Regions from separate parts of the Mus musculus genome. Here all the other regions are linked to region 1. A link is a contact called in public promoter capture Hi-C data. All regions are on one chromosome and are shown on one strand. Each heading gives the region's core, a stretch centred on a gene start, on an enhancer-like site or on the middle of the called end of the contact. The rest is flanking DNA. Distances are from core to core; before and after follow the strand shown. Region 1 holds the start of Mbd5 (methyl-CpG binding domain protein 5). Region 2 holds the start of Arl5a (ADP-ribosylation factor-like 5A). Region 3 holds the start of Rif1 (replication timing regulatory factor 1).

Region 1 (4,936 bases), core at 1,484-3,983:
CTGTCTCAACAAAAAGGAAATACAAAGTAAGCACAGGCATTAAATTCCAGATTGAAAATTTTTACTTAGGTGCCTACTAGGCCAACACTCTCCCAACTGTCTATACAAGCTGCATACTTATAATTTTATCCGTTACATTACGGTTACTAGTTTTTAAGAAGACAGGAAATCTGAGGTGGACCAGTAATAGTATTACTATGGGAGAAACAACTTGGGATTAGCACTGATTTCTGCTTAAGTGAAGCAATCACATTTCAGAGAAAGGTGAAAAAAAGTGTTCAAATTCATAACAGAAATCAAAGAATTAGGACCATATTGATTACTGCTATAATTCCCCACTCTCTGTGTAAATGTCTACTTTTATATATGGTTGGTAATTAAAATTTTACTAGACAAGTTCTACATATGAAGTACTTTTAGGTTACTAAAATATGCATATATCATGTTTTGGCTTTACAATCAAGCAAAAAATATGAAACAAAAAAAAAGGATCATCACAGTGTACTACTACGTCAAAGATCACATGCCAAATGTCTTTATAGATTTATTTCTTCAATCCTTTTTGCTGATTGAATGACTGTTTTTCTATTGCTGACATAAATTATGGAATAAAAAAAACCAATGCGGTTTTTATAAAGTGAAAGAGAAGCATACAGATAGAATATGAATGTGTGTATCCATTTTCAAAGAAGGCTAAAGAAATGGATAAATGAAACAAAATATTACCTCCTAATGTAAGCTGTAACCATGAGGCCTACAACAGAAATATATTTTTAGTACTGCTGGAATAAAATTTGGCTCTATTTTGAAATATAGGTATAATATATAAATATAAAGAAAATATAGCACTATAAAATGAAAGCCATAAGAATATATCATATAGGAATACAGAATAGTTATTTTTAATCAAGACTGCTACTCTATAAATCTAAATCTAGATTTACCTTTCGATTGTTGCCAACTATAACAAACTACAACTTCATGATTTTTTAACTCATTAAAGTTTATTTTGGAAATTAATTTTGTTACATATGTGAACAATTTGTTCACAACAAAAATTGAGATGAAAACCTCTTCTCGGTTTACAACAGTAAATAAATAATTCAGTTAAAACTGAAGTGATACCAATCCAGCAAAATATTGATGGGGATATCTGGCCTTCTATGCAGCAAGAACAACATAAAGTTTTCAATGGGGATTACTTGTTCAGACAAGTTACAACGATTAGAGGGGGAAAAGTTAGTTATGAAATATCTAATATTTCCATGTTGTGGAAAATGAATACCAGAAAGGTATGTGGGAAAAGAGAATACCAATGGCATTTAAACTTTAAGCATTTTAAGCTTTAAATATATAGTCAAACATGAAGCAAATATTTTTTACAAAAAAAAAAAAAGAGAGAGAGAGAGAGACAAGTGTAAAATCCAACCAAAGGCCTTATGAAGTAAAATTTGAAATTCGCTATGCCATTCAGACAAAATGAAAAATGGAGAAGCTAAACACCTAACGTAAAACCAGTCAAGTCTTTCAACACTAAAGTCAATATCCAAGCCACAGACAAGCAAAGAGAGAGAAACACTCAGGTCTACAACTGGTTAAAGCAGTTCCAACACAATTCAGATCCCGACATTTTCCCACTCAGAAACAAATGCAGGCAGCTTTTCCTGAGGAAAGAGGAAAAAAAAATCTCTCCAAACGTAATTTTTTAAGTGACATCCAGAAAGTATGCCTCTTTTCTGTCTCTTTCCCTGGCGCCTCATTGGAGGAAGGAGGGGGTTGTTTTTGTATTCTCCCCCAGTGAAGCAAGACACAATCAGATGTTAGCTGGAGAAAGCACTTTTGACAACAGCAAATAAAAATAAAAGTGTCCTTCCTTCCCTGACAGGGTGGACACCCCACCTCACACACCCCTCCTCACTCCCGCCCCTCCTTCACTCCCCCCCCCCCCAGCACCACCCCCTCCTCACCCCGGAGCTCCACTGCGTATGAGGTTTGGTGCTACTGCTGCCCCGGAGTGAAAGTCAGAGCCAGAGGAAGGCAATGGAGCCCCCACAGACACACTTACCTTTCCTGCCCCCCACTTTTGAGTGCCTTCCCTGGAGCTGTGGAGGATGACACAAAGGGTAATAAAGGGGGGGAGTGGAGGAGGAGGAGGCGAAGGAGGAGGAGGAGAGCTGGGGAAGTGGCTGCTCCCGGTGTAGGGAGATGTCTTCAGCCAGGGCCAAGCAGCAGCAACAGCAACAGCAGCAGCAGCAGCAGCAGTAGCAGCAGCAGCAGCCAAGGGTCTGTGTTGCTAAGAGGCTTTTGGTCTCTTTCTCTCCTTCTCTCCCGGCCACAGAGAAGGAGGGTGGAGGGGGCTCTGGAAGCAGGCGTGTGGAGGGCTGAGCGGGTAGGAGTCGTGGATGGGGGTTTTTCTAAGAAGAAGAAACTCCTCTCCTCTCTCAGGCTCAATTCCCCCACTCGGGGCTCAGAGCTGGAGGGTGGGGGAGGAACTCGGCCGCCTTCCCCCCACCCCCCTCAATTCAAGGTTGAAGTGGGGTAAAATTAGTGTCCTGTCCCTTTAAAAATAGAAATAAAAGGTGCCCCCCCTCTGCCACTGCCTCTCTCTTCATCATCAGCTGCTGCTGCTGCTGGGGTCTCTCTGCTTGGGGGGGAGGGGGGGCTCGGGGAGACGAGACGGGAGGCACTCACTGCGCATGTCCCGTTCTGACGGGAGGCTGGTTGGTGGAAGGCAAGGAGGAGGGGGAGGGGAGGAAATGAGATGGTTTTCCCAGAAGGCTCCAAGGCGCTGGCGACCCGGAAGCCATTGTAAGCAGGGGGTAGCCGGGCGGGGGCGGGAAGAGGGAGGAAGTTGCTACTCTAGAGCAGCCCCAGCTGCCTCCTCCCTCCTCTGGGAGAGCGGAGGGACGGAAGTAGGCGGGGACCGACCTGAAAGCAGGTCACGTGGTGGGGCGGAGCGGGGGCGGGGCCGCCAAAGCCGGCCGGTCGCCGTGCATGCTGGGAGTTGCTGTGCGCGGTGGGCTGCAGTAGGAGCAGCGGGACTGAGAAGGTGGTGAACATCCTTCGGTCCTCACCGTCGGCGGCGGCCGGCTTTGCCCGATTTAGGCAGGCTTGACTGGGAGAGGTAAGGCCGGTCTCGTAGGCAAGGTGAGGGCCGCAGTGGCTACGGGCGGGTGGACAATCTGAGGGGAGTGGGAGGCTCGTGCAGGCCGGGTAGGCCTAAAGCAGGAGGCCTGCCCCTGGCTCTCGGCTTCCGGGAGCTGCTGTGGACGAAGCGGGCACAGAGCTCAGCAGAGACGGGCTACAGAAGGCTTTTGGGTGAGGAACATGATTGGGCAGTGTTGAGAGGTCAGGTTCTCTGCAGAGAGAGAAGCACTACCTGCTTTAGAGCGTGCGACATATTTGGAAAAACCTAACCAGATGTGTGCCTTTTGATCAGCTTCTGCGGTAGCCTTGCTCATACACATCCTGCCTTCCTGACTTTTCTGTTTTCTTTGGGATTTTGGAGAAGCTGTAGGCATGTAGGCAAGGAACGGGCAGGAAAGGTCTGAGTGAGGGCTCCCTGCATGCTCTCTGCCTTAATGCTGCAAACACAAAAGACTGCCCGTTTGAGGATGCTTGGGATTGTTTGGTCTTTCATACAGAGTTTTGTCACTAAAAAAGAAAAGCCTTGAAATATTCTTTTCTTGTGGAGCTAAAGAGAAAGCTTTTTGTCTGGGTGTTTCTTTTTTTTATAGTGAAATAACGGCTTCTTTTTCATTTTAACTTTCTTCGTTAGTCTTTTAGCTGGTTTTTGTCAAGATACATCGGAGGACTATTACCTCGTCTTTAATAATCCAAGTTACATTAAAAAAAATTCAAAATCGGAGATCTTCGCACTTACTCTTACTTAGTCTTAACTATTTTAGTTCTGCTCAGTAGGATTCAGTCTGTTAAAAGTTACACATTTTCCCGAATTGTTCTTGGTGCAAGTCTATACAGTACGCTATTTAATGTATCCATTGCACGGTGCTTTTTTTTTTTTTTCCTTCGTCCTAGGGAGGTAATTATGTCAGATGGGTTCAAAACAAAACTCCAGTGCCCTAAAATTTTTATTAGAAAACCAAGTCTCAATCTTCTTATAGAAAACTATTATGACCTAGGTAAAACTTTTAAATCCTGTTTTGTGTAATGGCCTAAGTGTGTGGGAAACTGCACAAAACACAGATGTAGAGAACGACTGTAGCATACATAACCTGTAACCACTATGAATCAAGAACCAAAACATGGGTAGCAGCTGGCAGGAACAGGCCCACTAATTGCTTCCAGGCCTCTCTTCCTCTGGTGCCACCTTACTATTATCTTGATTCTTGTGATTCACTGCTTTTCTTTTAGTAAAAATGTATGTCAGCGCTTCTAAACAAATTCTCAATTGGCCTCTTTTTATCTGCTTGTAGGTAGGTAGTTCACACACCCTATTAAGTCGGACCCTTTATTTACCTGGCTGAGATTTGACCCTGTTAATACATTTTGCTGTAATTTATATATTTTTTTGTTGTGGTGTAAGAGTTTCTAAGGTAAAGGCACTGTTTTTATAACTAAGCCACCATTAGTCTTAATGGACTTTGACTTGTATTCATTTCTTTACTACTAAATGATCTACATAGCTACATAATAATGATCTGAATACTACATAATTTTATGTGAATATAGCTATGTATTTTTATGAGTTGTATGTGGCTGTCTTCAGTTTCACCAAACATTTAGACTGGCATGCTGTCTCATCCCCCGGCCTCAGGTGTGAGCGAGCCTTACTTGTACCTTCTCACCAACAACTAGCTTTTAATTTTGTCAATCTAATGAGGGTAGTTTTATAATTTGCTCTGTGTTGAGTAAAGTTCTGTACTGGTGATATTGACTGTTTTCAGAAACTTGGCTGTTTGGATTTATTCATTCA
Region 2 (4,936 bases), core at 1,261-3,760, 3.5 Mb before region 1:
ATTTCTTGTCTTTTCCTATAGCATACAACGTCAGTACAGTAATTTAACTATAGACTCTAACCACTGTCTTCCAGCAATAACTATAAGTTATTCGATGTCCCTGTGTTCAGATCTGCTATCACATCTTCTATGCATGACCAATACAATTCTATTAGATTTAGAATATTGCAAATTATTAGTGATGTCTACTTTTTAATACTCCTTTGTAGAACATCAAACTTGTTTCAACTGGCAGTTGCTCTCTTGGTCAAAGTCCTTAGGCGCTTTTAAGACTGGTCTCAGTTCCGGCTTACTCTTGGGCTTAGCACCTTTTTAACATCCAAGCATCTACTGATGTCCTAGGTGTGTTTTTACTGACTGAAGGGACCATTTTACATTAATGACTCCTGATCCTTTGGGGCAATTATCTGGGGATCCTTTTGCAATAATCCTGGTATGATTTTTTTTTTCTCTAGAAACTATTACTAGTCAACAACCTAGGGTTTCACCCTGTATGAGTCATATGGAGGTAAAGACTGCTTCCCTAATTCTAGCCTCCCTGACTCCGGAAGCACACAGCTGTGTCTTCATGGTAAGAGACTGTCCCCCTCTTATTTGGCTATCCACTCCCTCTGGAGTTGCCTGGGAATTGTTTTTGCTAAGGAGGGCAAATACAGAGCAATGGCAAAGCTCACTGTTTCTCTTTAGTTCCACAGGCTGTTTCCCAGTATCTGGAAACAGTTGTTTCTTGTGTTGTATCCAGTATTCTGCTTGTTAACTGTAGAATGGTAAAGCACATGTTTTACTCTCTCCTGCCTTGAAGCTGAGGTCTTTCATGGCATTTTGCTCATGACTTTAAAAATGGATAAAATATTTAGAAGGTCTCAGAAGGAAGAACAAAATGTTTGATATCCCTCATTAAAGATTCCCAGTTACATCTATAGTTAACAATTTTGTATTTTGTCTACTAAAGTCAGCCAAGATTCTACTAGTCAACTCCATCCCCCCTTCTGTGAGGGACACTTGGAAAATAGCCTAAGAGACCATTTCCTTAATAGAGTTCTAAAACACAGATCTCTAACTTCATGGGTAAATGTAGGTCTGGCATACATTAATAAGTTGCCAAAGACATGTGGGAATTTGTAAAATGACTCAGAGCCGCTAAAGCCCTGCCTAAACTGGATGGGAATGGAATCACTAAAGAGCTCATGTAAGTTGGTTATGCGAACATTGATCTTCTAAACAGCCCACTGGCTATTAAGTATATCCAGATCTAATTCTCCTTTATGTATGCCTCCTCTAAGACTGGCATTTGAACGCAAGCCCCCAAAGAAGATGAAGAACTCTTTCCCATACATTGAGCTATACGGTAGTATATGGTTAGGAGTCAGGCAGAGTATAGTGCTTCATTTCATGTGGCTGTTGAGGATAAGGTCGGGAACAGCTCGAAAGGGCCTTTCACAAGTCTCCCACATTTTTCCGTCTCTGCCTTTTTTTTTTCCCTCCCTTTTACAAACTTAAAGAGGATAGAAAGAGATGATGCTGATTCTACTCTTTTTGTTTGTTTATGTGTGTGGAAGAAGTAGACAACCCCAGTTTCTCTTTGAGTCAAAACTATCACAGTCGTCAGTTAACCTCAGGAATCGACCCTGTTCCTACATCAGGAATATGGAGATCTAGAGTCTACCTGTTTAGCTAAAGGGAACTAAAGTAAACAAAAACAAAACACAGGCAAGAACTCTTCGTTCGGATCAAGTTCGCCAGCGATTACTTATATTTTACTTTTCAGCCACTTATCCTGCGGGGAGTGGGGGTGGGGGTGCGCAGGGGCGCAGAGCTGGACACTCGCATACCAGGAGGCACAACTGTTTAAACTTTAGGCAAGCAGCAGAATGAAGAGCACAGACAGCATTTGGCCATCTATTTAACATGATGGTGACTCCTGAATGAGAGAAAAAGACGATCATATCGTGAAGACCAGTGAGTTTCTTGTCTACAGTCTTTTTGGACTCAGCTCAGACGGCTTTTGTGCCTTAAGATTTTTAAACCGGGGAGATACTTAAGGAAAAGTGTTCTAGCCAAGAGTGGCCTGAGAGCAGAGGGAGATTGGAGAGGGAAGAGCGCTGAGAAGCAAAGGTAGAAGTACGAAAAACCGCAGCGACAAAAAAAAAAAAAAAAAAAAAAAAAATAGGCCAATGATTTCTGCTGCTTGTCAGGGAAAATAGGCTCTAAAGAGACTTAAAGCTTACCATCGTCGGGGTCCAAACCTGGCACTTTTGGAGTTGAGTATGGTTACATATTTGCATTGTGACTTAGAAACAACCTCAAATCCCCGACATTGGCGCGCCTAAAGCGCCGCAGCCTTCCTTCCACTGACCCTCCGCGCCGCAGAGGCCTCCCAGCCCCTCGCCCCGCCTCCAGCCCCCTTGCCCCGCCTCCAGCTCCCTCGCTCCGCCTCCGGGCACGGCGCCTGCGCAGTCCCCTCGCTCCGCCCCGCCCCTGCCCGAGCCACCGCCGGAGAGGAGCTGGGGGAGGACGGTGGCCCGCGAGGTTCGAGCAGACAACGCGGCGGCGATGTCCGCGAGCCAGGCGAGCGCCGCGGCGGTAGCGGCGGGGCCTCGCGCGTGGCTGGGCGGCCTGGGCTGCGGCCTCCCCGCGGGTCCCTGGAAGCGGGCGCGCGGCCGGCGCGGGAGCAGAGGCGGAGGCCCCGGCGCGTCCTTCTGCCCCGCAGCCTGAGCCCGGGAGGCTGGAGGGCTCCGCTGCCCGAGGATGGGAATTCTCTTTACCCGGATCTGGAGGCTGTTCAATCACCAGGGTGAGGCTGGGCCGGGCGGGGAGGTCCCGGCCCTTGTCGGGCAGGAGGGTCGCCTTTGTCTCCGGGGAGCTGGGGAGAGGTTCCTCCCGCCATACACCCATTTCTCCGATTTGATCGCGAGCGCAAAAGGTGCCCTGCCCCACGCCGAGGGCCCAGCGCGCTGCCTGGCCTGCTTCCATCCCCGTCGCCTGCCCGCAATTGTGTTTGGGCCGCACGGGCAACAGCTGGGGTTCTAGAGTGAGGACCGAGGGCCCTGACCCTAGCGGCGCCACCGAGCCCACGGCTTGCAGAATGCGGAAAACTGGAACTAGTGCTGGATCCGTCTGGTTCGCTTTGGGGGGTGGGGGTGGGGGTGGGGGTGGGGGGGATGGGCGGGGAGACCCTCGCTGCGGAATAGTGATGGAGTGTCTCTCCTTTGCGCCGTTTGTCTCAGTGGTAAAGGTCAAGCCTAAGGTCGTTTTCTTTCTTAGGTTATTAGAAGGTTTTGGGTTTTGTTTTGTTTTGTTTTGTTTTTGGCCCTTGTTAAAGTGTTTCGCTGAAAGCTTTTAAAAGCCTGCCTCGGGAGGCAGGCTTCATTAGCATTAGGTAACTAGCAGGTTACTGTGTTAAGTTCGCCTAAATGCAGACATTTGCCACGGAAAGGCATAGGGGATTTATTAAAAAAAAAAATTACAAAATGGGTGTGTGATACTGGAGAGAATATGGTCCTAACAGAACTACATAGTTACTGAAATGAAATATAGTGCTTTTTTTTAAAAAAAGCTCTACTTGCAGTTCATTCCATCTGTCAAGCACGTACAGTTTTTCTCTTGTATAAGCTGGTAGCGTTGTCGCACCCCCACTTTTTCCAGTTAAAACTTAATGAACGGTGGCGCCTACTATTTAGAAGGAGCAGTTGCCGGGCTTGCTCCTCCTCTGGGATAGAGCTGGTTTTATGGGACTTGTAATCCCTAGTGGGTTCTGCTTTTTTTAATAATAATTTTTTTAAAAATGATACCTAAGATAACGGTACTAAATGAAGTGGAAGGCAATAAAGAGGATATTTCCATTAGCTCTGTCTGGTCAGCAGAGAACGTGTGACGGGGTAGTGGTTTCTAGTGGCTTCATAATTCTGTGGGTTTAGATACTCTCACCTAGCACAGGAGGGATTTGTGGGGTCTACAGTTTTTGAATATTTAATCTCTAGGTTTGAAGTACTAAAGGTTACATTGTTGTAGAACTGGTGATATTTGTGTGGGTAATAAGTGTTCTTATTCTAGTTCTGTCCTCTACAGTCTTGAATTTAGTGAGACTAGTGTTTCAGTTCTGCTTTGGTTTAGAAAGACCTTTTGCTTTAAAGTGTCTCTGGTACTGGTCTCACTTTCTTCTTTGAGTCAGTGACCAAACCGTTGCTGTAACTTAAAAAATGAATTAGAACTTTAAAAGAAACTCACCTAGTTGCACATGATAGCAGGAATGCATTGGTAGCAGCACAGATCTTGTGCTCTGCATTTTGTAGTAGCATTTGCCTGAACGTTTACTCAGAGTTTGAAAATTAACAAGAGGATTAATAGAGTCCAGTTCCTAGGAAATTACCAGTCAATAGAGTGAGATCGTGAAGAAAAAAAATCGTTAAATGGTCTCTTCCCAGCTCAGTAGCCTCACGGAATTCACTGTCACAAACACTTGTTGCTAGTCTTGGACCTGTGGAGAAGGGGGCACATAAGTTAGGTGTGTCTTCGATGCTTTGTTTTACAGAAGGATCAGCACACGTTTCTATACTCTTTTCATGGAGAGCTGCGGAGAGAGGCTTTGGGTAATTGCAGAGTTTGCTATATCGATGAACGCAGAGACTTAGCAGCTCTGGCTTCTCAAAAAGCAGCTGCTCAATTAAAGCTGAGCTGGTGAACTGCTTGCTGGGCCCAGAAAACCAGAGCTATGTTTAGGTGGGGCACAGATTCCGGAGCGCTCAAACTTTATTCTAGATACTGCCATTTATTGACACCATTAAAAAGTATTGTAGCTGGGGCTGTAGCTTAGTTGGTAGAGGGCCTGCCTCCCTTTCACCACACCCATTCAAGAGATAACGGGATGTGGTGGTGGGGTCCCCTGTGATCCTGTCACGTAGGATGCACGTCCTTGGTTACATAGTAAAGTTAAGGC
Region 3 (4,936 bases), core at 1,617-4,116, 3.1 Mb before region 1:
ATCAACTGAAAGACCATTTTTAAGAAAAGACAAATGACATCTCCCATATCCATGCAAAAACAAAGAGAAGGCCAACAGATGAAAAATGTTAACATTATTAGACAGGAAACAGAGGCAACATGGTTCTTCTATAAGGAATAAGCAAAGTCTCAAATGCAAAACTGACACCCTAGTTTTAGAATGGAGTGATGCCTTCTTCCTCTAAGACTAGGAAAGGGAAGCAAGCTGTATACTATATATTAGGCACTTTCTCTTGGGTCTTAAAAAATGCTCAGGAAGTTTGGGACTGGGGTTGTACTTCGGTGGGTACAGTGCTTGTCTAGCATGCATGAAGCCCTGGGTTCAATCCCCAGCACGGCATAAATGCAAAGTGGTGGCACGTGCCTGTGATCCCAGCACTTGGGAGGCAGAAGGATCAGGTCAGGGTCATCCTCAGCTATATACAAGTCCAAGGCCAGCCTGGGCTAGAGGCCCTGTCAAAAAAAATAGTAACAATTTCAATAAGGCTGGGATATTCACTTCAATCTTTTCATTCTAAAAACAAGAGTATTAAAAGGTGTTGATAGCAGGTTCTGACGTCACTAAGTGGCCAGATGAGGCTAAGAATACACTCAGTCCGATATTAACTATTACAATTAAACAAGGAAAACAAGTTAACTAATTTTTTAAAGTGTTCCAAAAAGCAAAATTAGCAAAAATTAATGTAAATAAAAATAAATAACACGTACTGTGGGGTATGTCAGTGCCAGCCTATAATCCCAATTGGAAGGCAGAGACAGGATTGTCACCTAGCTAAGCTACCTGGTTCCCAAACTGGAAAAAATCCCTCTGCCCCAAACAAACAAACAAACAAAAAAGCATGAATATGAATACTGTCTATCGAAAGGGAAGACTAAGATAGTTGCCATTTTAGGACAAATTACTCAGACCTTCCAAAACACAGATCTTATTGTTTTAATAAGACATAAGCTTTGAACTGACAACCCTAGACACTTTAGACTTTAGGCAAATGAACCGATTTCCTAACCTGCAAAGTGGGGCTTTAAAGAGCAGACTTGGTCTATGGATGTAGCTTAGTGGTACATACATGAACTGAAGTGAGAGGACACATAAGGTAACTGAGAGCACCTGATGAACCATATATAATCACTTGAGATAATAATCTCATCAATATAACTGATGATATTTTGTATTCAGGGCATTAACAATGCACTGGATAATGATGCTCCATCCACAGTGAAAAACCATTTTATCAGAAAGCTAGTCAGAGTTGCTCCTGGAATCCCAGATTTGGAAGGCTAAGAAAAGATTTCAAAGGGCTCAGTCTAGTGGGTTCAGACTGAGGCAGTGCGAAGTCATTAAGAAAGGAACACAGACCTTTAAAACCGTGTACAGCCGAGAAAGGTTTTTCTCGATTTCTGCAATGACTTCTTTTCCTTCTTCTCCAGTCATACGACTTTAAAGGAAATAGAACATAAGCTTAGTCGAAAGCATAAACAAACAAACAAAAAGTTATTGCCATCACTTTAAGGATTACTTTCAGGGCTGGAGAGATGATCCAGGGTAAGAACACAGAGAGGCTCTGGCAGAAGACTGGTGTTCAATCCCAGCACCCCTATCGTGGCTCACAACCACCTGTAACTCCAGTTCCAGAGCCATCCAACACCTGGAGCCGCAGGCACTCTAACTCGTAACTGGCTTTTTGTTTTAAGTTTTTAAAGACGACTTTCAAGCCCTTGGAATTAACCTCTTTCTTTAAAAAGTTTAAAGGTATAGAGAAAAAATGTTTTAAGTTAGACCACATATAAGCGGTAACTTGCCTCAAAGCTTTTTGGCCTCGAAAACGTATTTTTTCTTTTCTTTTTTTGTAATTTTTACATGAGAAAAGAAAGTGGGAATCCCTTTCCCTAATCATGTTTTCTAACTCAGAAAATACGAAAGTTTAACAAAATTCAGAAATTTTTCTAAAGCCTTTCAAATAAGTCAAAACGGGGTTCCTGGCTCTGCTTTTTTTTTTTTTTTTTTTAAGCCAATTCTGGGGCCGGTTTGCTGACTCGCGCACCTGTAATCTCAACCACTCCGGCAGAACCACAAGTTCGAGGCCGGGGTCGGGGGATGAGCACTGGAGCGAGCCTGAGCCAAAGACCCTAACTAAACCCACTAACTCCGGATCGCCAACTTTCCCACGGCGTCCGAGGTTCGCAGGGCAAAGCCCTGCTCTCCAAACGCCTCTCGACTCCAAACTTTTCTTTAAAGGCTTTCCCGTCTGCGGGCCAGACAAAAAAATACAGAACCGCTCGTCCCCGAAGAAGCCCTCGGACGCCGCCGCTGCGCCCCGCAACGTCACTCGGCAGGCAATGGCCCGGTGCACCCCGAACTACCCGCGTCCGCCGGGTCCCCACGGCTGCCCCGGCTCCCGCCCCGGGCTCGTCCCCCCGGCCCGCCTCACCTGGTCAGAGTTAGGTAGGCGTCCGTCTGCTCTCCCGGAGGCACCGAGGGGTCTTCCCAAGTCTCCAGAAGCGGCTCCAGGGGGCTGCGACCTGGGGCCGTCATGTCGGCCGCCACCCTGCAGCGAGGCCGGAAGACACCCAGTAACCGGTGGCACGGCCCGCGCGGCGCCCTCACCTGCACGCCGGGCCGCGCGCTCGCAGGCCGGCCTCCCGCCTGCCCGGCTCCCGCCGCCGCTTCCCAGGCAGCACGGCCGCGAGGGGGCAGAGGCGGCGCCGGCCGGGCCGAGCCGAGCCTCCCGCTCCTCACCCCCCACGCGGGAAGTCCGCTCCGCAGCTCGCCGCCCCGGGGCCCGCCGTCCGCTCCCGGCTCGCGCTTATTTACTCACGCGTGCAGCCCGCTCCTCCACGACCAAGATGGCGGCGGGGGGCGGGCCCAGCGGCGCGCGGGAGCCGGGCAGGCCTGGCGGGAGAGGCTCGAGCCAATCCAACGGGCGGTGGCGCGCCGGGCTGCTCGATGGCCTGCTGCCCGCCCCCGCCCCCGCCCCCGCCCCCGGAGCACCTCGGGGGGTGTGTATCGCCTCCAGCCCGGGGCTAGAGATGGGTGATGTAAATTAGTGCCCCACTCCACCTGACTCCAGCTACTTGCTCAGCCGACCAAGTTTGCAAAACTCCAGTGCTTCCCAAAGGAGCCCACAAAACCATTTGATTGAGAGTGAATGGCAGGCTGTTGGGCTTGTTTTGTTGTTGTTTGCTGCTGCTGCTGTTGTTGGGTTTTTGTTTTCTAGAGGTCCACTTGCTAAACCTAGCTCTCTGCCTCTAAGCCCCAGCCCAATGAGTAAGTCGGAGGTGCCTCAAAAGCCACGCATTCAAGCTTTGGTCTGTGACCTTAGGAAATTGACTTCATCTCAGCTTCTGAGAGTGGGGACTAGTGGCAGCACATTTCTTAGCGGGGGGGAGGGGGGGAGTGTTGCTAAAGGAGACCCATGGCGTGCATAACAAAGGCCTGGAAATGGGCGGTATTGATTTGCAGATTTCAAAATACCGCCCTTCAGCCTTGAGATTCCTCAGAGGCAACTGCCTAGAATTGGTTTACTTCCATTGGACCCCAGGTGTAGAGGGGTGACGGTGGCCCTGGGATACACAGGTGCGGCAGAAACGACAGTAAACCCTTAAACAACGTGGTAATCATTGAAATCGTTTCACGTGCCTCTCAGCACTCTCCACAACCCGCAAGATTGTTTCAACTTTAAGCACAGAAGGTCAGGGAAGCAGGACCTAGTGGCCCACGCCTTTACTCCCAACACTTAAACTGGCTAGGCAGACAGATAAAAGAGTTCCAGGACAATCAGAGCTACATAATGAAACCCTGTCTTTAAAAAAAAAAAAAAAAAAAAAAAGTAAAAATAACAACAAAGAATAATAGGGCCACCCAGAGCCAGGCTCTACTAGCGAATTTGCCTGGCACACTGAAGCCCTAGGTTCCAACCTCCAGTCTGCCGCTTGTTCTCAACAACCCACCAGCACCTAACTTTTCCCTGTGAGAAGCCCATATTTTAAATCCCCCTTTTCAAGAATTATGGGTCAGTTAAGCCCGGTAGTACACACCTGTTTCCCGGCACTCAGAAGGCTGAGGTAGAAGACAGCTCCGGTTCCAGCTCTCACTGACTTACAAAGCAGGCCCGTCACAAAAGTCAAAGCAAATATTGACAAGCCTTCAGCTTCATTCAGTGGGAGTGGGGAAATCCGTGGAATCTTTCCGTCCTTTACCCCACCACCACCCACATTCCTTCCATTGAGATTTAAATTCTCCTGACCCCGGGTGCTCAAACACAGAGATCCTCCAACCTCCCGCGTCTGGGGATTAAAGGTGTGCACCACCACACCCAGCTCTAGATCTCCTAAAATGACTTAAGTTTCTGCTGGTTGGTCCAAGGTACTGGGAGCAACAAGTGTTGCTTTTGTAAAATCGTTGAGCTCCACATGCAATTTTACTAGGCTAATGAGTTCTCTGCTCTTTGGTGTTTTCTATCTCATAGAAAAGGGTGAAAGATTAGAATCAAAACAAATTCCCTTACCCACACAGACTACCTGCAAAATTTCTAGAAAATTTAATCAACACAAATCTGTAATCCCAACACAAGTCTGAGGCAGTAGGATTGATGTGAGTTCCAGGACAACCTGGGCTACATAATGAGAACCAGGCCAGTCAGAGCTACATAGCCAGACTTTTTTTTTTCCCTCTTCAAAACGAGGCAGATGTGGTGCTGCATGCCTTTCATCCCAGCACTTAGAAGGAAGAAGCAGGAGGATCTCTGACTCTGAGATTAAAGCCAGCCTGATATACATAGGAAGTTTCCAGAGACTCAGAACTACATAGAAAGACTAATTTAAAAAATAAACAGGCAGCCGGGCGTGGTGGCGTACGCTTTTAATCCCAGCACTTGGGAGGCTGAAGCAGGCAGATTTCTAAATTCGAGGCCAGCCTG

What was found. Promoter capture Hi-C pulls out the DNA fragments that hold promoters and counts their contacts.
Region 2: a contact with region 1 is called in a promoter capture Hi-C map of pre-B cells. The contact joins the promoter of Arl5a here to the promoter of Mbd5 in region 1. A contact is called at or near these places in 2 of 39 promoter capture datasets (cranial neural crest and pre-B cells).
Region 3: a promoter capture Hi-C map of pre-B cells shows a contact between it and region 1. The contact joins the promoter of Rif1 here to the promoter of Mbd5 in region 1.

What each region holds. Positions count from the first base shown.
Region 1 is chr2:48,947,305-48,952,240 of GRCm38.p6, reverse strand. It overlaps Mbd5 (methyl-CpG binding domain protein 5), which reads right to left and starts at 2,733. Exons shown (of 17, transcript NM_029924.2): 1 at 2,692-2,733. Orc4 (origin recognition complex, subunit 4) reads left to right here and starts at 2,974. Exons shown (of 14, transcript NM_011958.4): 1 at 2,974-3,124.
Region 2 is chr2:52,422,448-52,427,383 of GRCm38.p6, reverse strand. It overlaps Arl5a (ADP-ribosylation factor-like 5A), which reads left to right and starts at 2,510. Exons shown (of 6, transcript NM_182994.2): 1 at 2,510-2,794. The coding sequence starts at 2,749. A430018G15Rik (RIKEN cDNA A430018G15 gene) reads right to left here and starts at 2,372. Exons shown (of 3, transcript NR_165461.1): 1 at 2,229-2,372.
Region 3 is chr2:52,070,767-52,075,702 of GRCm38.p6, reverse strand. Rif1 (replication timing regulatory factor 1) reads right to left here and starts at 2,866. Exons shown (of 36, transcript NM_001355415.1): 1 at 2,837-2,866; 2 at 2,450-2,566; 3 at 1,378-1,456. The coding sequence starts at 2,553.